Linked DNA regions of Mus musculus: regions 1, 2, 3, 4, 5 and 7 are each linked to region 6. Evidence: chromatin contacts called from public ChIA-PET, HiChIP or PLAC-seq and promoter capture Hi-C data. All regions are on one chromosome and are shown on one strand. Each heading gives the region's core, a stretch centred on a gene start, on an enhancer-like site or on the middle of the called end of the contact. The rest is flanking DNA. Distances are from core to core; before and after follow the strand shown.

Evidence for each region. Promoter capture Hi-C pulls out the DNA fragments that hold promoters and counts their contacts. ChIA-PET counts read pairs in DNA pulled down with a chosen protein or histone mark. HiChIP or PLAC-seq counts read pairs in DNA pulled down with a chosen protein or histone mark.
Region 1: a contact with region 6 is called in an H3K4me3 HiChIP or PLAC-seq map of bone marrow-derived macrophages, with 3 times the contacts expected there. The contact joins the enhancer-like site here to the promoter of Rccd1 in region 6. A contact is called at or near these places in 9 of 39 promoter capture datasets (the 3T3-L1 cell line, the HPC-7 cell line, HPC-7-derived erythroid cells and 5 more), 1 of 484 Hi-C or Micro-C datasets (the C2C12 cell line), 3 of 115 datasets of contacts at active chromatin or transcription factors (bone marrow-derived macrophages, large pre-B cells and pancreatic cancer cells) and 2 of 9 other capture datasets (adipose tissue and liver).
Region 2: a contact with region 6 is called in a promoter capture Hi-C map of liver, with 3 times the contacts expected there. The contact joins the promoter of Crtc3 here to the promoter of Rccd1 in region 6. A contact is called at or near these places in 9 of 39 promoter capture datasets (the 3T3-L1 cell line, the C10 cell line, the HPC-7 cell line and 5 more), 2 of 484 Hi-C or Micro-C datasets (the G1E-ER4 cell line and bone marrow-derived macrophages), 5 of 115 datasets of contacts at active chromatin or transcription factors (bone marrow-derived macrophages, embryonic limb bud, embryonic stem cells and 2 more) and 2 of 9 other capture datasets (adipose tissue and liver).
Region 3: a contact with region 6 is called in an RNA polymerase II ChIA-PET map of memory CD8 T cells, with 8 read pairs. The contact joins the promoter of 5430400D12Rik here to the promoter of Rccd1 in region 6. A contact is called at or near these places in 3 of 39 promoter capture datasets (hippocampal neurons, liver and pre-B cells) and 2 of 115 datasets of contacts at active chromatin or transcription factors (memory CD8 T cells and pro-B cells).
Region 4: an RNA polymerase II ChIA-PET map of memory CD8 T cells shows a contact between it and region 6, with 89 read pairs. The contact joins the promoter of Iqgap1 here to the promoter of Rccd1 in region 6. A contact is called at or near these places in 4 of 39 promoter capture datasets (cranial neural crest, hippocampal neurons, liver and 1 more), 4 of 115 datasets of contacts at active chromatin or transcription factors (bone marrow-derived macrophages, craniofacial prominence, memory CD8 T cells and 1 more) and 1 of 9 other capture datasets (liver).
Region 5: an RNA polymerase II ChIA-PET map of memory CD8 T cells shows a contact between it and region 6, with 270 read pairs. The contact joins the enhancer-like site here to the promoter of Rccd1 in region 6. A contact is called at or near these places in 3 of 39 promoter capture datasets (cranial neural crest, liver and pre-B cells) and 6 of 115 datasets of contacts at active chromatin or transcription factors (bone marrow-derived macrophages, effector CD8 T cells, memory CD8 T cells and 3 more).
Region 7: a contact with region 6 is called in an H3K4me3 HiChIP or PLAC-seq map of stem cell-derived neural progenitor cells, with 2.9 times the contacts expected there. The contact joins the enhancer-like site here to the promoter of Rccd1 in region 6. A contact is called at or near these places in 6 of 39 promoter capture datasets (the HPC-7 cell line, hippocampal neurons, liver and 2 more) and 4 of 115 datasets of contacts at active chromatin or transcription factors (embryonic stem cells, large pre-B cells, pancreatic cancer cells and 1 more).

The regions. Positions count from the first base shown.
Region 1 is chr7:80,713,615-80,717,107 of GRCm38.p6, reverse strand. It overlaps Iqgap1 (IQ motif containing GTPase activating protein 1), which reads left to right. Exons shown (of 38, transcript NM_016721.2): 37 at 1-97; 38 at 3,163-3,493. The coding sequence ends at 3,276. Among named protein-coding and RNA genes, the nearest start is that of Crtc3, 26 kb to the right of the region's middle. Within about 2 kb of position 1,632, at least 105 of the 459 cell types and tissues checked have an H3K27ac peak or open chromatin away from gene starts, as enhancers often do. A contact at or near this core is called in the C2C12 cell line, bone marrow-derived macrophages, neutrophils and 1 more, where this site is marked.
Region 2 is chr7:80,686,696-80,690,208 of GRCm38.p6, reverse strand. It overlaps Crtc3 (CREB regulated transcription coactivator 3), which reads left to right and starts at 1,332. Exons shown (of 15, transcript NM_173863.2): 1 at 1,332-1,602. The coding sequence starts at 1,471.
Region 3 is chr7:79,919,186-79,923,135 of GRCm38.p6, reverse strand. 5430400D12Rik (a long non-coding RNA gene) reads right to left here and starts at 2,487. Exons shown (of 2, transcript XR_003946805.1): 1 at 2,197-2,487; 2 at 1-2,087. Ap3s2 (adaptor-related protein complex 3, sigma 2 subunit) reads left to right here and starts at 2,496. Exons shown (of 6, transcript NM_009682.3): 1 at 2,496-2,627. The coding sequence starts at 2,559.
Region 4 is chr7:80,801,411-80,804,972 of GRCm38.p6, reverse strand. It overlaps Iqgap1 (IQ motif containing GTPase activating protein 1), which reads left to right and starts at 1,642. Exons shown (of 38, transcript NM_016721.2): 1 at 1,642-1,832. The coding sequence starts at 1,778.
Region 5 is chr7:80,777,130-80,780,877 of GRCm38.p6, reverse strand. All of the region lies in intron 2 of Iqgap1 (IQ motif containing GTPase activating protein 1), which reads left to right. Among named protein-coding and RNA genes, the nearest start is that of Iqgap1, 24 kb to the left of the region's middle. Within about 2 kb of position 1,442, at least 245 of the 459 cell types and tissues checked have an H3K27ac peak or open chromatin away from gene starts, as enhancers often do. A contact at or near this core is called in bone marrow-derived macrophages, effector CD8 T cells, liver and 4 more, where this site is marked.
Region 6 is chr7:80,322,387-80,325,874 of GRCm38.p6, reverse strand. Rccd1 (RCC1 domain containing 1) reads left to right here and starts at 1,421. Exons shown (of 9, transcript NM_173445.4): 1 at 1,421-2,125. Unc45a (unc-45 myosin chaperone A) reads left to right here. Exons shown (of 20, transcript NM_133952.2): 20 at 1-583. The coding sequence ends at 255.
Region 7 is chr7:80,743,635-80,747,437 of GRCm38.p6, reverse strand. Iqgap1 (IQ motif containing GTPase activating protein 1) reads left to right here. Exons shown (of 38, transcript NM_016721.2): 16 at 3,230-3,320; 17 at 3,478-3,645. Among named protein-coding and RNA genes, the nearest start is that of Crtc3, 57 kb to the right of the region's middle. Within about 2 kb of position 1,992, at least 68 of the 459 cell types and tissues checked have an H3K27ac peak or open chromatin away from gene starts, as enhancers often do. A contact at or near this core is called in embryonic stem cells and stem cell-derived neural progenitor cells, where this site is marked.

The sequences.
Region 1 (3,493 bases), core at 383-2,882, 390 kb before region 6:
TATCTTCGAAATTGGTCCAACAGAAGAAGTTGGAGACTTTGAAGTAAAAGCCAAGTTCATGGGAGTTCAGATGGAGACTTTCATGTTGCATTATCAGGTGGGTGTGCACAGGCTCAGGCGTGACGCTCTCCGATGAGGTGGGAGAAAAGATAAGGGAAAGCCTTTGGGGAGAGCTTTGTGTATTCAGAGAGCTCGGTGGGCGCCTAGTTGGGAGAAGCTAAGGGCTTGGGGAGTTGGGTGTGGTCTGTGTCCTCTGAGAGTCGTCCTGTGCGGATGCTTTAGAGTGCTCTGACACCTGAATCTTCACTCCAGCCCTGATGAGCTGGTGCCCTGGCCTTGAAGGAGGTACCTAACCACCAGTGTTAGCAGTAAGAGATTCTTTGCTGCTCTGTACTTGAAATCTCTCTTTGTTTTCATTTTTATTTGATATGGATACCTTTTGTTAGGGATATTACTAAAATTTGTGAACACATTGCCTCGTTGTAACTCTGAATCACATTTTAAATTCAAAATTAACTCTGTAGCCGTTTTATAACGTAGCTGCCCCTAATTTATTTTTAAGTTTCTTTTTTTTTTCTTTCTGGTGCTTACATTTGACCCTCAGCATTGTGCTTGCAGGCTGTTTCCCACTGAGTTCAATTTCCAACCCCAAATACCTGATTTTGGGGAGTGGGAGGAATCTTATGTAGCCCAAACTATCCTCAAATCCACTATGTAGTTGAGTCTGGCCTTGAACACTTGACTCTCCTGTTTCTCCCAAATGCTGGGATTATAGATATGTGCCACCATGCCGAGCTGCCTAAATATCTATTTTTGCACATTAAAAAATGTACCAAATAAGGATGGTGACACGCACCAGTAATCCAGCTCTCAGGAGACAGAGGCAAGAAGATTCAGAGTTTGAGGCCAGCCTGGACTTCATTGTAATTCCTGGCCAGCCTGTATAGTGAAAGCAATCTTCAAAATCCAAAGCCAGAAATAATCAGACAATTGAAAGGATTCATGAGCGGTGTCCAGACCCAACTATGTGTGTACCACATAGTAGACCTCTTACGGTTTTTGTTGGTTGGTTTCTTTTTCTTTTCTTTTTTTTTTTTTTAAAGATTTATGTATTTATGTATGTAGCTGTCTTCAGACACACACCAGAAGAGGGCATCAGATCCTATTACAGAAGGTTGTGAGCCACCATGTGGTTGCTGGGAATTGAACTCAGAACCTCTAGAAGAGCAGTCAGTGCTCCTAACCAGTGAGTGACCTCTTCAGCCTGGTTGGCTCATTTCTTTTGCAGTGCTGAGAATCAAACTTTGAGCCTCACACATGCTCTACTGCCAAACTGCTCTTCCATGTCTTGCCACACCCTGCCTTGCTTGCCACTGCCGTGGTCTAGCAAACCAGGCTGGTGCCTCTCTGTGAGCAAGCGTTCCGCCTTCTGCACAGGATGCTCTCCCCTCCTGGAATCAGCCTCCCTCCCTCTGCTCCCTACCTGCCTCCTGCCTCCATCAAACAGTGAGCACTGGCCCGCGCTGCCCCCCTACAGCCGCAGTGATGGCCCTTCCCCTTGACTCAGCAGCCCTGAGACATCCTCTGTTGACAGTGCGAGCTGACTCATTTCCCTGCCACCCCCAAAACTGGGAACTCCTAAGACAGTATGTCTTAGTCATCTGTACCTCCCTGTTGGTAACCAGTAGTCTCTCAGCGCATATTAATTCAGTAACTGTGAAAGGATTTCTTCACACACTGTAACTAAGCATACTGCATACAGTCCCTATTCCATTGGTTTCACTGCCAGTGCAGGCCAACCAGTCTGCTAAGGAGACTGTACACTGCTGCTCGGATTCAGGAACTGGTCTGCCTCATAGGTGCCTGGGGTTAGGGTTAGGCTAGGCAGAGAGGACACACCATGGTCCCCATCCTTGGGACACTGCGGTCCCTTCATGCCCTTCCTCACCACCACTCACCAGTTTAGTGGTAGTGACGACAGTGCTGTCGTAAGCCGCCAGGACTGCAGAGAACATTAGAAAACAGCCGATCATACCGATCACCCCAGAGCCAGCTCTTTCCTGATGGCCTTGCCACCCAACACTTTGAGCCTCAGCAGCTCATCTCTAAAGTTCAGATAATTATGCTTCATAAGGTTTTTGTAATGCCTTGAAAAAATAGTGTGTAAGGTGCCTAACCGAGGCCACACACAGGCTCGGTGCTGGATGGTTGCTCCTCCTGTTGTACTTGCATTTACGTTAGACAACCTTTCTCATGCGGAGTTGAAGTTGGAGTCATATTCAGTTTACAAGAGACCCTGGGCTCAGTCTCCTAAAAACAAAGGACTCCAGTAGACTGCAGAGCTGGAGATGTAGTTCTGTTGGTAGAATGCTTGTTTGGCAGGCACAAACCCCTGGGTTTGATCTCAGCACTGTAGAAACTGAGCCAGGCAGCACATACCTGTCATCCCACCATGGGGTCAGGAGTATTCGGTCAGCCTGTGCAAAAGTGCCAGGGGTGGAGGCGGGGCGGGGGCAGAGCAACTGGTAGGTACTGAGACATTACAGGTCATTCTCATTTTCATTTCTCATTCTCATTGGCATATTTCATAAATTGAAATGCCTTTACTTTTTCTATGTGTATTAAAACCTCTAACCTACATCTGAAACAATGGGGAAATGCCATCATAACTTCTTTTTGATTAATCATTCCTTTACATTTCAAATCATATCCCCCTTCCAGTTACCCCTCAACAAATCCCATCCCATCTCCCCTCTCCCCTCTCCACCCTCCCCTTTGCCTCTTGAGGATGATGCTTCACCCACTCATCCATGCCCTGCTCACTGCTCCAGCGGCCCCTACCGTTGTAACTTTTGAAATAAGCTTTAAATGTATTTTAACTGAACATAACTCCTAATTTCCCTTTGTGTTTAGAATCTTTTACTATAAACTAAATGATAACCTAAGACTAAGTTGTAGGCTCCCTGTTGCTCCAGCACCCAGGGTAGCTGGCCCCAGGGCAGTCGTGCCCCGTAAAGCTCTGCACTGAGAAGTGTGTCTGACCTGCTGCACCATTTCACACCTGGCACAGAAGTCCTGCCTCTCCTCTCCTGGATCGTGGGGTCCTTCCTTTTCTTGTTCTGGATTCGATGGTGAAATTGTTTTGTTTTGTTTTTTAAACAGGACTTGCTGCAGCTACAGTATGAAGGAGTTGCAGTTATGAAATTATTTGATAGAGCTAAAGTGAATGTCAACCTCCTGATCTTCCTTCTCAACAAAAAGTTCTATGGGAAGTAATGGGTCGCTCGCCGCCCAGAAGAGTTAACAAAAAACGGCAGCACCTCACGGCTGTCTTTCTAGGATCCTCCATTATTCCTTAGAAGCAAGGACCTGGTCCAGTGGCGGTGCCTCAGTTCACACTCCCTCTGACGGACGGACGGACGTCAGTGCCCTCTCCCTTCTCCTTGTGAAGCCATAAGCCTGACTTCCCCTCAGCCCTGCTCCCTCATTTTCT
Region 2 (3,513 bases), core at 83-2,582, 360 kb before region 6:
GGATGTGAGTACACACACACACACACACACACACACACAAAATGAATAATGAATGAATGTAAAAAACCAACACATATAAAAACAGTTGCAGGAAATACAAAAGTTGCACATCATGTCTATAAATTCTTTTTGGTTTTGTTTTTGAGACAAGGTCATCATACAGTCTGGACTGGCTTTCTTCTCATTATGTAGCCAAGGAGGACCTTGAACTACTGATCCTGCTGCCTCTAACTCCTGACTGCTAGGATTACAGGCACTTGCCATAATGCCCAGCCTCATTTTTGTATAAATTTTAAACATAAAACTTCCTATCCCACATAGAGTAACTGGATTAATAAATCATACACAATAAAAGGAAGAACAGAATAATAAGTATATGTTAATTTTGAAAAAATGAACAGTAGTGTTAGACATCACTACCAACATAGTTACTTTTTATGGAGACAAAGAATGAGGTGGGGTTCTTTTTTTTTTTTTTTTAAATAAACTCCAAGCATATGAAGCAAAACGATTTTTAAAAAGTCTTATTGTGTATGTGTGTCTAGGTATGTGCTTGCTACAGCCTGAGTGTGGAGGCCAAAGGACAAGTCTCAGGAGTCAGTTATCTCCTTCCACATGAGTCATTTAGCTGGCCCCAAAATGCCTTTTAAATTTTATTTGCAGTGTTGGAATCAAACCCAAGGCCTAGGGCTTGTCACACAAGCGCTCTACAGCTGAACACCGTCCCCAGGCTCTGCAAAAATGTTTTGATGGTTTAATCATGAGGTGCGTGGGCGTTGTTGTTATTTTCCGTATTTCTCCTCATGTCGCTAATACGTCCTAATTCACAGAACACAGTCATGCTCAACACTCTCCAGGACATCTTGGTGTACAATTATGTTGGAAGCAGCTTCTGGGCTAAAAAGGGGGAAGCCTGACGAGGCCACTTGCTGTTTTACCAGCGAAGTTGAACGGATGGGAGAGATGGCTCAGTTAAGAGTACAAACAGCTCTTACAGAGGCAAAGACCCGTGTTTGGTTCCTAGATTAGTGTGATCTCCGTGGGTGCCTGCATGCACATATACATATGTACACATCCACACTGGGCAGTGGTACCCAGCGGCTCTCACACATTGGTGCAGCTTAACTTTACAGACGTGATATAGGTGTGAGAAGTCCCGAAGCAGGCTGGGGACCGTGGGCTCAGCCCTCGGTCGGCTCGCCGGAGGTCGAGCTCCCCGGCTGGGAGGCCGGGCTTCGGGGCCCGGAGGCCGGGCGGGCCGCGCCGAGGGCGGAGCCGCCGCGCGGGGGCGGACCTCGGCGCGCTCCCGGCCGCTCGCTGGCTCTGGGGCCGCGGCGGCTCCTCTGCCGGGTCGCGCCGGAGGACAGGTTTCGGGCGGCGGCTTGGGCGGCCTGCGGACAGACCGGGTGGGCCGAGCAGCGGAACCCCGCGCCTGCCGTGTGCCTAGCCCGCTAGCGCCGGGCGCGCGCCATGGCCGCCTCGCCCGGTTCGGGCAGCGCCAACCCGCGGAAGTTCAGTGAGAAGATCGCCCTGCACACGCAGCGGCAGGCCGAGGAGACGCGGGCCTTCGAGCAGCTCATGACCGACCTCACCCTGTCCCGGGTGAGCTCCGGGGCCGGCGCGAGCGGTGCGGGCGGGTCCGCGCGGCGGGGAAGAGGTCGCCGGGCCGAGGCGGCGGCGGCGGAGCCGGGCGGGGGCCGCGGGTGGGGAGTGGGGCCGGGGCGGCCGCGGCCTCGGCTCTGGCCGGCCTGGCGACACCGAATGCGGCTTGCTATCTCGGTGGACGGGCCTCGGTGCGTTGAGCTGGAAACGGCCGAGCCCGGGGAGGCGGGCAGCGGGGCCGGGCGGCCTAAGCGGGAGGATGACCCCGAGAGGAAATCGCACGCAGCTGCAGCTCAGAGGCCGGACCGAGGCACGCCTGGTTCGGGCGGTGCGGCTTCTCCGTGGACACCCACGGCCAGCGAGCCCTTGACTGTCGGCGTAGAAGGCCTCGGGGGCCGGAGGGTCGCACATCCTCCCCGAGGGGAAGACTTGGTGCACGCACAAGCGAATCGACGGCTGGCCCCTGAGTGGCAGGGGGCCTTGGTACCACGTTGAGATTCCGTGGCTTTCCCTCCTTCGCCTCTTGGAGGTGCTTTCCGTGGTCCGGTGCATTTGCTCAGCATCAGATATTTAGTGAGAACTGACAGGGTGCCTAGCGCAGATGGTGACTGCGGAGGGACCCAGAGGAATGAGTAAGAGCGAGTCGGAACAAACACCTGGGAGGCTAGACAACTGGAGCGGACGGCAGGGGATGGAGACGGCAGGAGTGTCTGTGTAGACTGCAGAGGGTCAACGTGAGTGGGCAGCCTTGAGGATTCTGAGTGCTGGCCTTGAAGGCACATTGTCAGATGGGGGAGGCTAGGAAGATGCTGGGGGTGGACAGCTGGAAGCAGACGTGTGAGCAGATTGCAAGCTGGTTGTTTCCCTGCTTCCCAAGGTGCAAGCGTATTCTATTTTGGCCACCATAGTGTTTGGGATTGAAAAACAAAAACAAGAAAACTAAAATCTGTTGCTAGGGTTTAAATTGGGAGTTTTTTCTTTTAACATAAATTTAACATAAACTAAACTAACATAAATGTATAGCATAAACTAAACGGACTTACTTTAAAATTAAGAGACTTGGAAACAATCTTGAGTGTTACTTCCCTCAAGTGGAGTGTGAACTCTTTCTTGCTATAATACACTTTACACGGCTCACTGTTACAGCCCCCTACACCGAGACCACTCATCAGTAAGGGCAAAGTGGACTGCTTTCTGAACTTCCATTCTCCATGCACTGAAGGAAGAAGAAGAAAAAAAGGAATATATGAGAGATAAGAGATAGATACAGGATACAGATAGATACAGCCTTCTGTATAGAAGGCTGAAAATTTCAAGGAAAAAAATGTCCTTATGCCCTGAGCAGTTATACTGCTTACAGGTTGGCATCTAAGGCCTTGACATTTTGTGACCTTGATTAGACTGAGCCTGACAAGCTTCGGATGTATTGAAGAGGTGTGGGTAAAAGCCATGGATTAGTGTAAGGCCTGTGTTGATGTTACAAGGCAGACTTTATGCACACATACATGTGCTCTATGTGTCTGTATAGCTAGAGTTGGTCCAGTCGCTCATGCGATTTTGAGGCCCCCTTTAAATCATCCTTTGTGCTGAGGTCATGAGTGATATACAGATTATTTTTAAATGTTTTTTTAAAGATTTATTTATTATTATATGTAAGTACACTGTGGCTGTCTTTAGAAGAGACATACCAGAAGAGGGTGTCAGATCTCTATCACAGATGGTTGTGAGCCATGTGGTTGCTGGGATTTGAACTCAGGACCTCTGGAAGAACAGTCAGTGCTCCTACCCTCTGAGCCATCTCTCCAGCCCCCAGATTATTTTTGTGCTCTGTAGCTCGGCTGGCTTCTAGCTCGACATCCCTTTTCCTTAGTTCATTAATGCTGGGATCACAGACATGCACCATCAGATCTG
Region 3 (3,950 bases), core at 1,238-3,737, 400 kb after region 6:
TCATGTTTTTTGGGACTTTTGATCACAAATTCCTGGAGCTCTGCCTGTGCTGGCTTCCACAGTGCTGGGGTCAAAGGCACTTACCACCAGCCGACTCCTCACTGTATTTTTGATGGTTGAGAAACAAGATTCTGGAGTTAGATCACTGGGAATTGGCACCTGTAAAAATCTTGTTAGATTACCAAATGGTTTCCAAAAAGGGTTGTTTTGCATCTATTGGTGGTGCACGCCTTTAATCCCAGCACTCGGGAGGCAGAAGCAGGCAGATCTCTGAGTTCGAGGCCAGCCTGGTCTACAGAGTGAGTTCCAGGACAGTCAGGGCTACACAGAGAAACCCTGTCTCGAAGAAAAAAAACAAAGCCAAAACCAAAAAGGATTGTTTCAGACTGCAGTCTCAGTATCAATGGAGGAGAGAAGCAATGCCATGCTACTTTGACCAGAATTGGGGAAGAAGATTTTGAATAAATATTTGATAAAGTGAAAATTATTAAATATACTTTTATTTGCCCTTTCTTCTATTTATAGTGAAATTAAATGTTTTTCATTTCCTGTATCTACTTCTTTAAACAAAAAAGGTTTGGTTTTTGTTTTTTTTTTTGTTTTTTTTTTTGTTTAGATTTATTAGTGTGTGTGTATGGAGGTCAGAGGACAATAAGTTTGCCCTCTGATCATGTGGGTTCTGGGAATCCAGATCAGGTCATCAGGATTGGCAGCAAGCATCTTCACCTGCTGAGACAGCTCACTGGCCCCTGCGTCTTTTTCTTTTGTTACTCCCATTGAAGGATGGCTTCTAGCTTTTGCCTTTCTCCTGCCTCTGTCTCCTGAGTATCGCAGGTATGTGCTGGCATACCAGCTATAGTGCTGGAGACAGAATCCAGGGTTTTGTGTAAGCGCTCTGCCACCTGTGCTACATCTCGAGCTGTATCATTATCATACACATTTATTGCTATTAATGTTGTGTGTGAACATGAGTGCACACGTGCCACAGCAATGAGAGACAAATTTTGGAAGCCAGCTCTCTCCTCTCTTGGGTTCTGGGCATTGAATTCAGTTTGCCAGGCTTAAAGGGCAAGTGAGTTTGCCTGTGGAGCCATCTCCCAGGTCCTTACTCTGTTTTTTCCTTACCTCTTTAATCCACTGTGGCCCTAACATATATGAAAGTATGAAAAAACTAAGCTGCTTTTTCTTCAAAGTGTTAATCAGTTATCTCAATAGCACTTGTGGAATTCCTTCCTACAGCCAAACTATGATAGCCCCTACATCATATATTAAAATTATTTCATGCCAAGGGCTTGGAAAGACTACATCTCTTCCAAACGACTGGAGTTGCTCCCAGCATTCACTTCAGCTGCTTATAAACTCCAGCTCTAAGGTGGCCTCTTCTAGTCTCTGAGGGCACCTGAAGCAACATTTGGACATATACACATACAACATAATTAAAATTAAATCTTTAAAATTGTTTACCACAGACTATTGTGTTATAGTTCAATAATACTTCACCTTTTAATTATGATTTGAGGCTTGTGAGGTAAAGGCACTGCCAAGTCTGATGGCTTACATTAGATCTTTTACACAGCAAGAGAGAACTGACTCCCCAAATTGTCCTCTGATTTCCACACATGCACCGTTGCAGGCGCGTGGGTCCTCTCCAAAAAAATCCATATAAATGTAACTTTAAAACATACTTCAAATTATCCTGCTTGGTTTGATTGGTGGGCAAAGCTGGTTCCTTCTTGCTACTCTGTTTTAGAATTGTCTTTGACATTTCCGTCCAACATTTGAATCATTTTGTCCCACTTCAATGCAATAGTCATTTGAATTTTTATTTACTAAAATCCCAGGGATGTATGTGGTGGTGCAGGCTTTTAATCCCAGCATTTAGGGTCACAGAGGCAGGCGAATCTCTGAGTTCAAAGCCAGGCAGGGCGACACAGTGAGACTCCGTTTCAAAGAAAGATAACATATAAACAAACAAACGAATAACTAAATGAATAAATAAATGAGAAAAGGTGTTACCAGTTTGAGACCAACCGTTCCGTTTATGTGGGATTGGATGAGAGATCCCGTATGATGTCAACTTTCACCATCTAAAGGAGAGAATGACCGTTTGACTGGCAGACTTTTGCCTAATTCACTGCAACATAAAAGCCTAGCTTTTGCTAGTCCAAGGTTAGAAGAAGAAACACAAACACCTACTGGTCCCTCAAACTGGCGCGGCTGCTGGCAGGAATTGCCAGTCTCGATGCTTGCTGCCGACACGGTTGGCTCCAGGATGGAACCAGAATGAGGGGCTCAGTCCCAGCCAGGCTTGGATTCGTTCCCAGGCTGGCCAAGGCGACCGTGCTCCTGGGCTTCTACAGCCGTGCTCCCCAGGAAAGCGCGCCGACCTCTCAGGGTGCCAGAGCGGCAGGACACTTTAGTGCTCGGTGCCCAGGGGTACCGAGACTAAGTTTCCGGGAGCAGCTTTCAGCGGGACACCAACAGGAAGTGTTCGTGTTGTGCCGGAAGAAGGTGCGTTCTTGGAGCAGGTGGTACCGAGAGAAGCGGGACCGGCAAAGATGATTCAGGCGATTCTGGTTTTCAACAACCATGGAAAACCGCGGCTGGTCCGCTTCTACCAGCGTTTTGTGAGTGCAGCCCCACCAACCATGCCCCTGCGGAGCACCAGAGCCATCCCTTCCCCACGGCCCGCAGCCGCGCTCAGCAGCATCTCCTGCTCTGGCACCGTGCATGACCCACCCCCCTGCTCCTCCCTCATCCTTCCTGGATCTTGGCTTTTCTGTGTTTTGTGACACTTTCCCTTGGGTCTTAGGGACAGACTCAGTACACAGTGTGCCGCATTGAGATATTGGGTGACAGCCTCTGTCTTTAGTTTTTTGTTTCTGTATTTGTTTTGTTTTTTAAATTGATGAGCGTAGTTTTGTGATGATCTGGTCGTTGGGTTCTTTTACGTTTATTTTTTCTCAAGGGCATGGAGAGAAGTTCTTTCGTGGAATCACTTGCTTCAGCATTGGCTGGCACTTATCAGGGTTGGGATACTTTTTATCCTGTAAGGTTGCAGAAAGTCTCTTTTAAAATTAGGGGGAAATGAGCTATTTTTACAAGATGCCAGTTGTAGTGGTGCACACCTCAAAGCTCAGAACTCGGGAGATGGAGGCGAGAGGATCAGGACTTCAAAGTTATCCTCAGATACACAGCTAGTTCTAAGCCAGCTTGAGCTACACCAGACCGCATCTTAAGAAATCATATAATTAAACAAATAAACAAATGCCATCATGGAATGCCTCAGCAATGTTCGTGCACATTTGAATTTTCTGGAAACATTTCCTTTGGGGAAACGCAGATGCCGTTCTTTGCCTTCTGTACCCCAATATTTTATTCGTGGTTAGGTTTCAAAATATCCTCCTGAGAGACTGGTTCTGTCTGAGAGGGAATAAAATCAGAAGACTTTCAGGCTTCAGCCCCACCTTTTGTACACGTTAAGAAATGTCTTGCCGGGCGGTTCTGGCACACACCTTTAATCCCAGCACTTGGGAGGCAGAGGCAGGTGGATTTCTGAGTTCGAGGCTAGCCTGGTCTACACAGTGAGTTCCAGGACAGCCAGGGCTTTAGAGAGAAACCTTGTTTTGAAAAACAAACAAACAAACAGAAATGTCTCTGGGTCTTTTATTCCTTTTTTCATCATAAATGAAAAGTATTTGCTTTTTAAAATAGGATTTTCCAACTACGTTTTTAAATAGAACACTGAATACAACTTCAATTTTTTGTTGTTTATGTTTTTCAAGACAGGGTTTACAACTTCAATTTGCACGTGCATTTGTTTCTCCTAGTTTCTAAGTTTTTCACTGAGCTAAAAATCACTATACAGCTACTTAATGTATGCAGTTTAGTGGCATCTGTCACAATTTGAGAACATTTTTATCTCTATTAAAGAAACTTACTGTTAATAA
Region 4 (3,562 bases), core at 393-2,892, 480 kb before region 6:
GTAAGTTATCTTCTTCCTTTAGGAGCTCAGGGCTATGGGTGTAGCTTAGTGGCAGAGGGCTTGACTAGCGCATGTCAGGGCATGGGCTGTATCCTAAGCACTATATAAAGTTCTTAACTTTTCATTTATTTATCTTGACACACAGACACACTCTCTACACATTTCTGGCTGTCCTGGAACTCACTATGTAGACCAGGCTGGCCTTGAACTCACCGAGATCTGCCTGCTATTGTCTCCTGAGTGCTGGGATTAAAGTCGTGCCTCAACATGCCCAACTAAGAAGAAAGTTTGTAAGGAAAGAGCTAGTAAATTGAAAATGGCTGGAACAAAGAGCCTGGAATTGGGTTGTAAAGGTGCCCACCTGGCATGGGAAAGTACACAAACTGCACTGTGAAGGGAGTAACAGGAAAAATTACATCTATGACAAGAACTCGGAAGCTGGGTGTGGTGGCACATGCTTTTAGTTCTAGCAATCAGGAGGAAGAGACAGGTGGATCTTCAAGGGTAGCCTTGCCTATTTAGTGGGCTCCAGGACAGCCAGAACTACATAGTGAGACTTGTCCCCCTTCCCAAAGAACTCCGTACTTTGGAAAGAGCATGCTGGCAATCATGATGATCTGGTTGGCACAAGTGAGAATAGAGATTATGATGATCAAAAAAGTGTTATCACAGGTGGGGACAGAAACAAAACTAGATGCTTCAGAAATAGAGGTGAGTCGAGGAACCTGGGGTGTGTGTGTGACTGGTGATGGAACACTTCCAGAGAGTGGGGCAGGAACAGGATCAACGTTTGACAGGTTTTAGTGTCTGTGAGAGGTCCAAAAATGCACGTTAGATAGTTTGGAACTACTGAGGGGCTTCTAGATGGTCTGGATTGTAAGTAGAAGCCATCAACTGTTTATGGTGAGGGTAAGAGTCCTGAGAATGGGACTTTTACTTTATTATTATTATTATTATTATTATTATTATTATTATTATTAGAGCCAGTGATTCACTCCAATCCAGGCTGGTTCAGAATAGAATTCGGTTGAATACTGGCACTTTAAAAGATCACAAGGGTAAAGAGACGAGGCATCCTTATTAATAGGGTCAAGATAACCCCCCTAAGATCTTGCAGATTGTAAAGAGCTGATAAACAGCTCTTCCGCGTGAGCATCGTCATCCCCCAGTTTAAGAGATTGAGCAGTTCTATTCTTTAGCACTGTTGGGGAGAACAGAGGTCAGATTGACAGAATGTAGCAGAGAGTAGGAGTGGGAGTCTTTCCTGACAGTGGGTCCTACTTGCTTCCAATAATCACACTCTGGGCCACTTGCAACGGCTCCTTGAAGGAGCCGCGGTGCAGAGGGGGTTAACTCAGTTGTCAGGAGAAGGCAGGCGCCTAAAAACATTTGGATTTCAAGCTGTAGACATTGGCGGCCTTTTAGTCAGAGCCGCAGATAGGGCGACAGCGGAGGAGTGTCGGGACAACGGACCAAGCCGGCCTAGGGACTCGCTACAGCACCCCGCCTCCTCGCTTCCGCAAGTGGAGAGCGAAGAGGGCAGGGGCGGGTCCTGTAATACTGACCACGCCCCTTCCGCTCGCTCCGGGGAGCGCAGCTGGGCGTGGACTCAAGGGCGGGGTCTGCGGGGCGGGACCTGCAGGGTGGGGCCGATGGCGCGGGGCGGGGCTCTGAGGACAGCGACAGCCCGCGCACTGGGCAGGAGTTACTGCTGCTACGGTCGCCCGCGTCTTCAAGGTCTCTGCGCTTCCTCACCGGAGACCTGGACTCGGCCGCCATGTCCGCCGCGGAGGAGGTTGATGGCCTGGGTGTGGTCCGGCCGCACTATGGCTGTGAGTGCCGAGGGCTTGGGGGTGCGCGGGCGAGGGACCAAGCTCGGGTTTTCCCAGGGGCTCAGCCGGGCGGGTGCGCCGGGTGGCTTGGGACCGCACGGACCCGGAAGAGCAGCTGGCTGTATGGCTGGTAGCAAGGTTGGCGCCCGAGCCTTCTCGAGCTCCGGAGGCGGCGGGTAGAAACCTGGAGGCCTCTGCCTTCGCTAGGCGCTGCGGCAGGGGAGCCCCACCCAGCTCCTCCACCGGTTAGTTCTACTGAGATTGGGGAAGACGGCCTAGGGTGAGGTGGCAGGAGAACTGACTGTGCAGGGCGTGTCCTGGGCACTGGACCCAGGGGTTCTGCTCGGGCGTGGTGGGAAGGTGCTGCCCGGATTGCTGCCTGCGAGGGTGACCCAGGGCGCAGACCCGCGCAGCCTCAGGCTAGCTGCGAGGTGCAGTTTTAGGCAAGCAGCTTATGCTTTCTCCTGCTGGGTTCTTTCTTTAGCATTTCAAAAGTAAAATTAAAACATAAACACACCCAAACCGGCTCCCCCCACTTCCTCATTTTCTGTGACTATCCCTGCAACCTTAGTAAACTAACCAGCTGTACGTGGGATAGTAGTTACAAGAGGATCCCTTTGAGTCCCAGGTTTAGATTTTATGTTTTGGGAAAAGTACTTTCTTAAAGGATACTTTAACACATCCAGTTATGCATTGGATAGTGTTATAATGTGTGCTACGTTTGTGAAATTAGGGATGAAAAAGATCAAACAGTGCCTTCAAAACCTGTCCGAGAAAGAGACAGGTGTACAGAGATTGATAATTAGATGAGGGGTTGGGAATTTAGCCCAGTGGTAGAGTGCTTGCTTAGCAAGTGCAAGTCCTCAGCTCCAAGAAAAAAACCAATAAGGTGCAATAAAGATAAACGATGCATGAACTAACTCTAACTGGGTATAAAGAGTAATGGGGGTGAAGAGAAGGGACTTAACAAGGCCATGGGAAGGTAGGTGCTGACTTTTAAACAGAGGCTTGGAGGATGCAGTGTGGGGCAGGGTGAGCAAGACATGACTTTGAGAGGGCAGACACAAACTAAATATGGTATTGGAGAACATAGGGTTACTGTACGTGGAAAACCGAGGGCATCGAAGTGCAGAGGTGGAATTGAAAGGGAGAGGAGAAAAGTAAAAAGGATTTCCCGAAGTAGCCCAGGCTAGAGTGAGAATAGCTCTGATTGCCTTCCCAAGGAGTTATCCCTTGGGAAGACAGTGGAGAAGGCAGATGGCTACAAGGTAAAGTCCACAGGCCCTGGAGTCAGGTGGGCTGCAAAGGCCCTTGATTAGCCCTCTGACTGAGTTCTTCCAGCCTCAGTATCCTCAGCTGTCAAATAGTGGTGATCACAGGATGGGTCTGGGCTAGAGTAGGAGCATGTGTGTAAACTGTGTAGTCCAGGAGCTTCGGTTATGAAGAGAGGGGAGAGTGTGACCAACAAGGATAGACTATAGTTGATGCCTCTTGAAGCTACAAGAAAATGTAGTACATATATATTTAAAACACTTAAAATTTTGGTTCCTTGATAATTTCTTTTTTAAAGATTTATTTATTTATTTTATGTATATGAGTACACTGTAGCTGTACAGATGGTTGTGAGCCTTCATGTGGTTGTTGGAAATTGATTTTTTTAGGACCTCTGCTCGCTCTGATCAACCCCTCACTCAGGCCCAAAGATTTATTTATTATTATAAATAAGTACA
Region 5 (3,748 bases), core at 193-2,692, 450 kb before region 6:
CCTATAGGAGCTGCTTATCCTTTTTATCCACTCTCCCTTTTTGGGAAGAGTTCTTGGGGTGACTTTAGGTAAGCTCCCTCCACTGAGCCCCGGGTCACAGCTACAATAACTGATCTAGAGTTGCAGACACTTAGCTATTGTCTAGGTTTCATTCAGTTTCCGTTTTTGTTTTTGTTTTCGTTTTTAATTATTTAAAATGAAACATTCTGGAAGTTGGCTCAGTGGGTAAAGGTGCTTTGCTTGCCTTGCCGCTAAGCCCGACACTTGAGTTCAGTCCCTGGAACCTCCTCTTGCAAGTTGTCCTCTGACCTCCGCACATACTCTGTGGCACACACATAAACAAATAAATAAATTCAATGAAAAAAAAGATTTGTAGACTTTAACTTAGATGACATAAAATTCATTTGTAATATTCAGTGAATTGTTAGTTTTTACCAACCCAGTCAGACAGAGGACCCGTTGCTATGAGAGACACCTTTTCTGATCCAGCTCTTAATAAAATCATTTGCTCGCTGAGCAAAGTGGTGGCACACGCCTTTAATCCCAGCACTCGGGAGGCAGAGGCAGGTGGATTTCTGAGTTCGAGGCCAGCCAGGTCTACAGAGTGAGTTCCAGGACAGCCTGGGCTATACAGAGAAACTCTATCTCAAAAAACCAAAAAAAGTATAGATGCCATCCAGAGTTCTCATTTTGCTCGTTAGCCTGGAAACAAGCTTTTGTGTTTTCCCCTCACTACTGTAGAATTTTCTTTCATCTCATGCCTTCTCCTCTGCAGGCCCCTTCTTTTTATTCCTACTGCTCAGAATAATCTTTTAAAATCAAAGTTCAAAGTTTTTTGTTTTTTTTTAAAGACTGGCTCAGGTAGTTTGGCTTGTAGCTAAGGGTGACCTTGGACTCCCAAGCCCTTTTTCCCTACCTCCCAGTGCTGGAATTACAGGTGTTTGACACCACACCCGACATTAAATCAAATTTTATCCCTTCATTCCTGTTTCAAATACGCAAAGAGTTTGCACATTTTCTTTGTCTCCTTCAGCCTGACCTGTTTCTTCCTATGAAACCCCTTTTCTGGTCCCCTCAACCCCAAAGGCTTTCCCTGGGAAGCGGGCTGCCCAGGGAGCCTCCTGTGACACACAGTGCTTGCTGTCTTCGGCTTGCTGGTTTTCTCCCTGGCCTGTACCTGGCACACACTGTCGATTTCCTCAGGCCGCTTGCACACCCAGGGGTTGCGTGTAAGGGTGGTTTAATGGAATCCCCAGTATAGGACTAGCTGACCATATTTGGGAGGTTTCTAGCATAGGGTAATCCTGGCCTGGAGTTCCACTGGGCAGGATGGGTGTGGCAGCTTGAGTTTCTGCTCCTGGAGGAACTGATTCTCAGCGGTTGGGGCAGCCAGTTCCGGCATTGGTCGGTTCCCCTTCTGTATTGCACAGAGCGGGGAAACCACTGAAGTCATGTGCTCTGCAGAACTTGTTCCACTGGTTTCCTCTTCACAGACCCCTAATTCAGATTCCCACCCTGATGCTTTTCTGCATATGTATGCTCTTGGTCCGGGCTTGTTTTAGCCTTGCCACTGTAGCGTTCTGGGATAGGCACGGCTTTGTTTCCCTGGTGGCAGAATGGGTAGGGCCAAGAACTGAAAAATGTTATCAGTAGGACCAGGTAGACAAGTATTATGTAACCACGGAGCTCCGCCTCTAGAAGATTTATTTCTGGGAATTGAGCAGTCTTACATTCTCTCTCTCTCTCTCTCTCTCTCTCTCTCTCTCTCTCTCTCTCTCTCTCCCCTCCCCCCCCTCACACGCACATCCCACACACGAATATATAGCTAACTTACTTATTAACACACACACACACACCCCACACAGATATATAGCTAACTTACTTTTTTTTGTTTTGTTTTGTTTTTGTTTTTAGAGACAGGGTTTCTCTGTGTAGCCCTGGCTGTCCTGGAACTCACTCTGTAGACCAGGCTGGCCTCGAACTCAGAAATCTGCCTGCCTCTGCCTCCCAAATGCTGGGATTAAAGGCGTGCGCCACCACTAATTTATTACCACACACACACACACACACACACACACACACACACACACAAACACAAACACACACCACATGGATATATAGCTAACTAACTTATTACCACACACACACACATATATAGCTAACTGACTTATTACCCCCCCCCAACACACACACGGATATATAGCTAACTAACTACTTCCCTCCTAGCTCTTAGTGTGTATGACCTCCACTCCTCACACCAACTTTAGGAGGTGTTAGGTGTTGCTCCTGTCCGTGTTACAGACGGGAAACGGAAGTCCAGTGGGGTCAGATATCGTGTCATTCTTGCTTACTCTTGCTTCCTTCCCTCTTTGCTCAGGTAGGGTAGGGCATGTTCCTATCTTAGCTGTTGTCACCTCCACTCTTCCCAGGCCTGCTTTCTTTATTGAGTCCTCCATCTTTGTTCTTTTCTTGTAGGCACGCCTACATCTTCCTCACAATGACTGAACACACACAACCCTGGCCCTGGATTTCCCCCCATCCTGGACTGATCCCCACTCCTTCCCCACTTCTTGTACCCCCCTTTCTGTATGTCGTGTCTCTTATCAACTCATACATCTATGGAAGCGACATCTTAGACACTCGCCATGATAGTGTCTGTCCAGGTGGCGGGCCAGCAGCCTTCACCTAAAAGGCAGTCTCAATGAAGACAGCTAGGTTCCGATCACAGGGCCTCAGGAAGGCCAGCTGAGCTAATTTACTCTATCCTCCCCCTTCTCCCCCCTCTCTCTTTTGTTCTCTCCCTCTTCTCCCTTCCTCTCCCCAGGGTCTCTGTGTAGCCCAGGTTGCCCTTGAACTCAGAAATCCTCCTGCCTCTGCCTCGATAGTGCTGGGATTGCAACTCAGTTCTGTTGCGGTTTTGGACTTGTGTCCTTTCTACAGCGGTGTCCTGAGTCTCCGGACAGGTGAACCAGAGTTACCTTCCCCGGAGATGGCCCTGCTGGTGCTTTTGTCTGAGTCCAGCCCCTTTGGATCAGAAGAGAGTCCTTATTCTGGATTCCCATTTCTCTGTAGTATCTGAGGGTTCAGTCCTGTCTGAGGGTCTTCTCTGGGTTGTTTGTTTGTTTGATTTGTTTTTAAGCTCGAATCCTGGCTGTGGCTGGCAAACTCTTCTCTGCTTTAACTTGAAAACGATCTGCCGCTTGCCATTGCCAGTTGGCCTTTGCCACCACCACTCCAGTATTTCCCACCTTTCTGTTCACTGCGAGCTGACTCCTGCTCCAGAGTCCCTCTACAGAGGCCCTGGAGGAGTTTTTCATTTTCTGTTCTCTTTGCTGTCCCTTTTTTACAGCGTCTGACGGCGGTGATGACAGCCAGATTCCTGGAGTGTTTCTCTTCTTTGATTACCACCACATGATCCCCTCTTGATTTCTCGTCTTTTTGCAGGGACTTTCCACCCTCAGAAGGTCCCGTCCTTGGCTATCTCCCCGTTGTATTTGTCTTTACCTTGTCCCTAGGCTTGTAGATGGCCTCATATCCGCTTGGGTTTCCAGGTGCTTGCAGGATGTCACTCTGGATGGCTGTCCCATTGACATTTCAGGCCCAACATGCACTTGTCATCCTCTTGTCTCCCTGTCTCGGTGTGGCTTCATGGATCTATTTAGTCATCCATGCCACAAGTCCCCAAGTCATTTTTAAAAAAATAAAACCTTTTCTCTTTCCTTTTATAGAAGTTTCTTTAAGTTGCTGT
Region 6 (3,488 bases), core at 172-2,671:
ACACACTGGCTGGAGATCTTGCAGGCCCTGCTCCTCAGCCCCAACCAGGAGCTGCAGCACCGGGGCACCGTGGTGGTGCTGAACATGATGCAGTCTTCGAAGGAGATCGCCGGCACCCTGATGGAGAGTGAGGTCCTGGAGATCCTGTCAGTGTTGGCCAAGGGCGAGGAGAGCCCAGTCACCAGGGCTGCCGCAGCCTGCCTGGAGAAAGCAGTGGAATATAGACTCATCCAACCCAACCAGGACGGAGAGTGACGATCGGCCCGGGGCCCACAGCTCACGCATCTGTCACCCTTCACAGCTCTGAGTCAGCACTGGGATGCTCGATACTTGCCTCGCCTCCACAGCTGCCACAGTTGCACTTTGGTGTTCTCAGGACACACAGCATACAGCCCTGCCCTGCCAGCACTCAGGAGGGCCCTGTCTGTACTGTAGAGAGCTGAGGCTGGGGGACGTACATCCCATTCAAGCCTGAGGATTATGGGCATCAAGAAGGAAGGACACAACAGCATCCTCACATGCTGGGAGCATCATCAGAGCCTGCCAGCAGGCTCACCCCGCTAATAAATTCTGTGGAACTAAAGCATCTGTTTGTTGTTGTAGGCGGGGCTGCTGAGGGTGGGACACTCAGGAGCAACAGCTGGACATCAGCAAAGTGTGCTGTAGAGCGCTGTTGCTGTAACAGAAGGAAGCCAGTGGGCCCATGGAGAACCTTTGTAGACAAGGCCTTAATATGGGTAGGACAGGCTGGCTTCAAACTGATAATCCTTTCTCAACCGTTAAGAGTTGTAGGAATTACAAGTGCCAACACCCACGCTGGTTTCTTTCTAAATCCTGGTGAGTTAGCCTAAAGCTTAGGAAGCTGATCAAATTTCAGTGTCTTTTTTTTTTTTTTTTTTTTTGTTTGTTTGTTTGGTTGGTTTTTTCTTTTTCTTTCTTTCTTTTTTTTTTTTTTTTTGGTTTTTTTTCGAGACAGGGTTTCTCTGTATAGCCCTGGCTGTCCTGGAGCTCACTTTGTAGACCAGGCTGGCCTCGAACTCAGAAATCCGCCTGCCTGTGCCTCCCGAATGCTGGGATTAAAGGCGTGCGCCACCACTGCCCAGCTTTTTTTTTTTTTTTTTTTTTCAGTGTCGTTTTTTTATGCTGGTCCTTGGATACATTTGTCATGATATTGTGAGTTTTCTGTGATCTCTACCCAGTCTGTGTTTGGAATTTGGGGTCAGTGTGCGCTTCCCTCGGGGAAAATACATTTTTCTGTAACTCTGCCAGGTTGAAGGAGAAACAGGACTCAAATAGATTCCCTATATGGCTAGGAACACCGGTTTCTTAGAGGCTGGAGTCCAGGCTTGGCACTCATTGGCTCAGTACAAGTAAGTGACAGAGCCTGGGCCAATCAGTGAAGGCACTAGTACTACAGCTTCCTGTTTGGCCCTCAGTCCTGCGCTTGTTCAGTAGTGAACGACCTCCTTCCTTGTTCAAAGGGAATGGAGGGTGTCAGGGCTTGGTCTTCGCCCGCCGTTTCCCTCGGATCGTCAAGAGTATCCATTCATTCAGTGGTTCCAACCGCGTCCACTGCTGTTGGCGCGCACAGGAGACTTCAGCCTACTGCCTGGTGGCAGGTAACCCGGCGCATGTGTGCCGGTCAGGCGCGCCCCAGTGGTGACGTCACCGCTCGTGCCTGCGATTGGCTCCGAAAAGCTGGCGCACCGAATGACCGCGTTGCTTGGCGCGGAGGCCCTTAAAAAGTGCTTTACTCCGCCGGCCATCTGTTCCCCGAGCCATACATTACTATGCGCTGCTCACTTTCAAGGTTTCCTGCTTAAAGGGCTTTCCTGATGAGTTGAGGGTACAGGCTAATGGGAAGATGAAAGATTCCTTTGGTTGGGGATCCAGGAGCTGTAGTCTCAGATCTGACTTAAGAGGCTCGAGAGTGTCTGTAAAATTCTGATCCATTCGAGTGAAGTGGCGTTGCATTTTGAACCGCGCGACTGTCTCCCAATTTCAGCCTGAGCTCCCTGGGACCCATAGTCATCACATTAAGTCAAAGGAAAGGCGCAGCAAAGACTTCTTGAATAAACGACCGAGTAAGGTCCAGTGGAAATTGTCCAAATGCCTCTGAAACCCGGTAAGAGCCAATGGTCATTTTCGTCGTTAAATTCTACTGTGTAAACTAAGCTAGGACTGTTTACACTTAAATTTTGATTTGTATTTATTGCAAACAGTTCTGCTAGGTAGATACAAGCAGTGCTGTCCCCACTCGCCTTGTAAAACTGAAGTTGTGCAATAGGATCCAGGTGCACAGGCACGCCCACCTAGGTCCCAGGTGTTTATTCTTCTTGTTGGGACGAGGCTTATAAATCCATAGGACACGGCTCAGCTCCACACTTGCTGTGTGATTGGGAGTCTAGAGAAAAATGGAGTCAATTTGAATGGAGACTCGGGGTTAAAGTTCTCAAGGCTAAGAGACTGGAGCTGTGGGCCTCAGATCCTAGTGTTGTATCTGATCTCCCACGTACATGCCTCACAGTTCCCTTGTGGTAATAGAAATAAGTTCTGGGTTGCAAAGAAAGAGACCACTGTTAAGGCCTAGATGGAAGGTTAAGGCCTAGGTAACCGTTACCTGGACAGCCTGCCATTATAAAGAAACTTTCTCATGTTTGTGCTGTTCCTAAGGAACTTTCTAATGCTAAGATTGATTATATAGTTATGTTCTGTGCCCTTGAAACCAATCACGATAGAAGTCAGTAGAACGACTTTGTATAGTTACCCTTGGACCCGAAACAACCACCCTGCAGCACTTTCTGCACCTGTGTATAAGCTTTTATAGTGTAAGCTGCCCCTGGGATGGGCCCCAAGGTAAGAGAGTCACCTGAGCCAATATAAGGAACTATTTGGAATAAGACTTTCATTTTGGCTGGGCAGTGGTGGTGCACGCCTTTAATCCCAGCAGTTGGGCGGCAGAGGATTTTAGAGTTTGAGGCCAGCCTGGTCTACAAAGTGAGTTCCAGGACAGCTAGGGCTATATAGAGAAACCCTGTCTTGAAACAAACAAACAAAAAAAGACTTCCATTTTGAGTAGGGGCCAAGTAGAGTTTAAATTCTCAAGACCTCCCTGAGAACTGACATCCTATTTTGCAGAAAGAAACATGTGTGTGGGTAACTAATCCTGGTAGACAAGTTAAGATATGAATATTGAACAAGAAAGAGAAGAAAGAAAAAAAAAAAACAAAAAGAAAAAAAAACAACAAAAAAAAACAAAAAGAAAAAAAAAGATATGAATATTGAACAGTGCACATCCTCTGCTACAGCTGAACACCCCAACCAATGGGAGCAGGATAAGTGTACAACAAAGACCTGCACCCACAAAGTAGCTCACAGCTGTCTCTAAGTCCCGTTCCAGGGCATCCTAAACCCATACACAGACACACATGCAGGCAAAAAAGCATGCACAGAAAATAAAATAATAAAATAAGGAATACCATGCCCCA
Region 7 (3,803 bases), core at 743-3,242, 420 kb before region 6:
CCTGAGCCCCAGCTCTGCCGAGGAGAAGCCACATCAGGAATTCATGCTCGCTCTCGGCTACACAGTTAGTTCAAGGCTAGCTTGGGCTCCATGAGACCCTGTCTCAAAAGTCAAAAACAATCAAAACCCCACATAAAGTATTTCATGTGCAGTTCTCTCGGTGCTGTCTTTGTGTCTGTGGTGATCCCGGGGCTGAGAGAAGTTTTCCAGAGAAGCCGAGTCTCCTGGGCCCTTATTTTGTTGTGCATCCTTTGTCACTGGCTCGACGTTACCCTGCCACCCTGTTGCAATACTCACTTCTCTCTCCCCTTTTCTTGTTAACTTTCCCACTAGAGCATCAGAACTGACCTGTCTTCAAGTTGACTTTCTCCCTCCTCGTACACAATCAAATCTGCTTGAGTTATTGTACTTTCTGTGTTTAAGAGTGTGGTTTCTCTCTGTTGATGCTCCTAGGTAATGTTGTCATACTTTAGTGCCTGCCGCAATCCCCACTAATTCTTTAACATATATAAAATAGCTGATCCGAGTCTTGGCCCACAAGTTCACCTTGAGGCACTTCAGTGGTAGCATCTGTCTGTCGTCTGGTGGGTTTGTATGTCTGTCCAGTCCCTGCATGCCTTATTTTTGTTGTTGCTGTGTGTTTTATTTGGCAACAAAACATTCTACTGATAATGTGTTAACTGCAGAAATCAGATTCCTGCCCTCATGCATCACTTATTTGGTGTTCTAGGGTTTTTGTTGAGATGGGGGCTTGCTTCAGTGAGATTGCAGGTGCACAGCTGTTCAAGGCGTTTCTGAATTCTGTGAACTGTCTTTGTCATGTACATGCAGGAAAATCTCCCTAATCAGCTTGTGATTTGCTAACAATTGGACAGGTGTCCTTGAATCCCTAGACCCTGTAAAGCCTCCCTGCCCTGCTGAGGGGCCTCCCTGCCCTGCTGAGGGGCCTCCCTGCCCTGCTGAGGGGCCTTTGTGCTTTCCGCTCAGTAGGCAGGCTGTTTACAGCTGTGCAGCTTTCTCTCCAGGCTTGGTCAGACACGGAGCTTAGAGCTTTCGATTTTATTGGAATATAATTTGCAGGCCATATGATACATCATTATAAAATTTGTGTCATTGCCTCCCCTATGTTCACAATCACTTATAGAAGAGTCTCTGCACCCCATCTGTACCAGGTGTGGCCCTCTCGGTTCCCATCCAGGTCAAGGGTCTCACAGCTCACACCTCTTCTCCAGATTTGCCTTCTCAGTGTTTTTGGTTAGTGGTGGTGGTGGTGGTGGTGAGACTGTACATTATCACCACAAGCATCAGTGATGCTAAACAGCTGGGGAAGGCCCTGGTCATCCAATGAGGATAAGGGATGGGGGGGGGGGGAAGCACTGGTGACCTCCCAGGGAGCACCAGATAGGTTGTGGGAAGATGGAACAGCACCGAGCTCACGTTCTTTCTCACTCAGTGGGAAATGCCTTTGTGTCAGCTCTTAACTGTTACAAACCTTCCTTCATCTTGTCAGCTTACAAAAGCTAATCCATGCTATTTTTAGCCAGGATTTTTAGTGAGAAGTTTCTTAGAAGTCCCGAGTCTGCCATTTCATTTCTTTCCTTACTTGAAGTTGGTGCCTTTGGAGCACTTTGTAAGAATGATCACCAGTCCCTGGGTAGGAGAGTCTTAATGCCCAAGGTGAGCATCACTTTACTATTATGTACATGCGTGACTTTTAAAACTCTCTTCCCATCTGTATACACATGCTTGTGTGTAAGCCACCAGGAACTAGTTAGAGCATATGCCAGACCAATTTCTCTTCATTCTCTTGCCTTTCATACCTTAGCTCCATTGTTTGGTCCTTATGTGTGAGGATTATGTGTGAAAGAAAGGTTAACCGTAGCTCTTTGTTTTACCCTGCATGGGGCAGTGGGGGATAGGACTGTGAATAGTCAGAACGCTTGCAGAGCGCTCTCTCCCTGCAGGGGAAGGCTCTCCCTTGGCCTCCCAGCTCTGCTGTTAGCTGATTCTTCTTGGAATGCATGTGAGATCAGCCTAGCAGTGAACCCGCAATGGCTGGATTCCAGCCCACGGAAGTGCCTTTGCTTTGGTCGTAGCGTTTGTGGGCAGTTTCTCTTGCAGACTAGGACCATCCGCCCTGTTGCCTCTGACTTCTCAGCTCTTGGAGTCACAGCCTGTGGCTGCCGCATTGTGGCTTCACCCTGCAGTTGATGTTAGCATTTACAGTACTTTGAGGACTCGGAATTGTGTGTGGCCATTCCCCATCTTCAGTATATGTAACATGAACACATGAGGAAAAATATTTGAAGGGAGACAAGAAACCAGCAAAGGGGGGGGGGATCAGGGAGGGTGGGGGTGAATAATAAAATGGTATATGCATCAGAATCCTATATTGAACCCTTACATGTTAGCTTAAGGAAAAATAAACTATAGCAAGAGTGAAACAAGCCAGTTCTGCTCCATCACCTCTGACACAGGAGCCCGCTCAGACTGTACAGCTTTTCTGGCTATCTCGTCACCATTTATTAGAATCCTGTGTGTGGACATGTGTGTTTAGTTTCCAGCAAATGATTTTAAAATGAAAGGCTTAAGCAGGGCATGGTGGCATACACTTTTAATCCCAACTTTTGGGAGGCAGAGGCAGAGGCAGGTGGATCTCTGTGAGTTTGAGGACAGCCGTGTCTACAGAGTGAGTTCCAGGACAGCCTGGGCTACACAGAGAAACCCTGTCTCAAAAAACAAAGCAAAACAAACAAAAAAGAACTCTTGCAGTAGCAGTAACTCCAGGTTTTAAATCTGAGAAGGAAAAGGATCCGGTTACATAAGACATAAGCGTTGGTTGTATTGGAGAATTTGAGCTGCCTCTGTGTGTGTTTCAAGGGCAAAGGAAGCTTTCTGGACCTTGTGTATTAATACACATACTCTGGCCTTTGTCATACGGTACAAGTCCCTGGGCCCCTTCCCAGTGTACCTGCTCCTGCGCCCTCCACGGCTGTCAGCTTCCTGAACAGTTTGAGTGGCCTTCATTCATTCATCCATTGCTTACATTGGAGCCATTTCCTGTTTAACTTTAGGGCAGGGTATTTGATGCCTGGCTCTTTTCATTCACTTAATCCACGGCTCATCTGTGGAGCTTTTTCTTCTGTAGCTGAGCCCCAGAAGGCCCTCATCACACATACCCTGATGTTCACCATGGCTTTCGTACTGTTTTGCTTTCAATCATATGTAGGAAACACAGGATGAGTCAGCTGTGTTATGGTTGGATGAAATTCAAGGTGGAATCTGGCAGTCCAACAAAGACACCCAAGAGGCCCAGAGGTGTAAGTATCCATGTGTCTGTTGTCTGGCTCACGTGTAGGTGGAGGGTGAGGTCAACAGGTGCTGGGCAGGGTAGCTGGCCAGTAGGTATGCTGGGTGAAGTCATGTGAACACAGACAGCCCCTAAATTGCTCCATTAATAACTCTCTTCCGAGACAGTTGCCTTAGGAATCTCTGCCATCAATGAAGCAGTAGACAGCGGTGATGTTGGCAGAACCCTGAGTGCCCTACGTTCTCCCGACGTTGGCTTATATGGAGTGATCCCCGAATGTGGGGAAACGTACCAGAGTGACCTTGCTGAAGCCAAGAAGAAGAGACTGGCAGCAGGTGGGTCATGGGGGGGTACATATGTCCATGAGCTAAGCCCTTGAGCATATCAGGAGACAGATGTAGGCCAAGATACGCAGTGTGGATAAACAGTATTTAGGCTCACTTTGCAGGAAATAGTCCTAAACTCTGAACGCTTGTAGATAGCTGCGTGAACT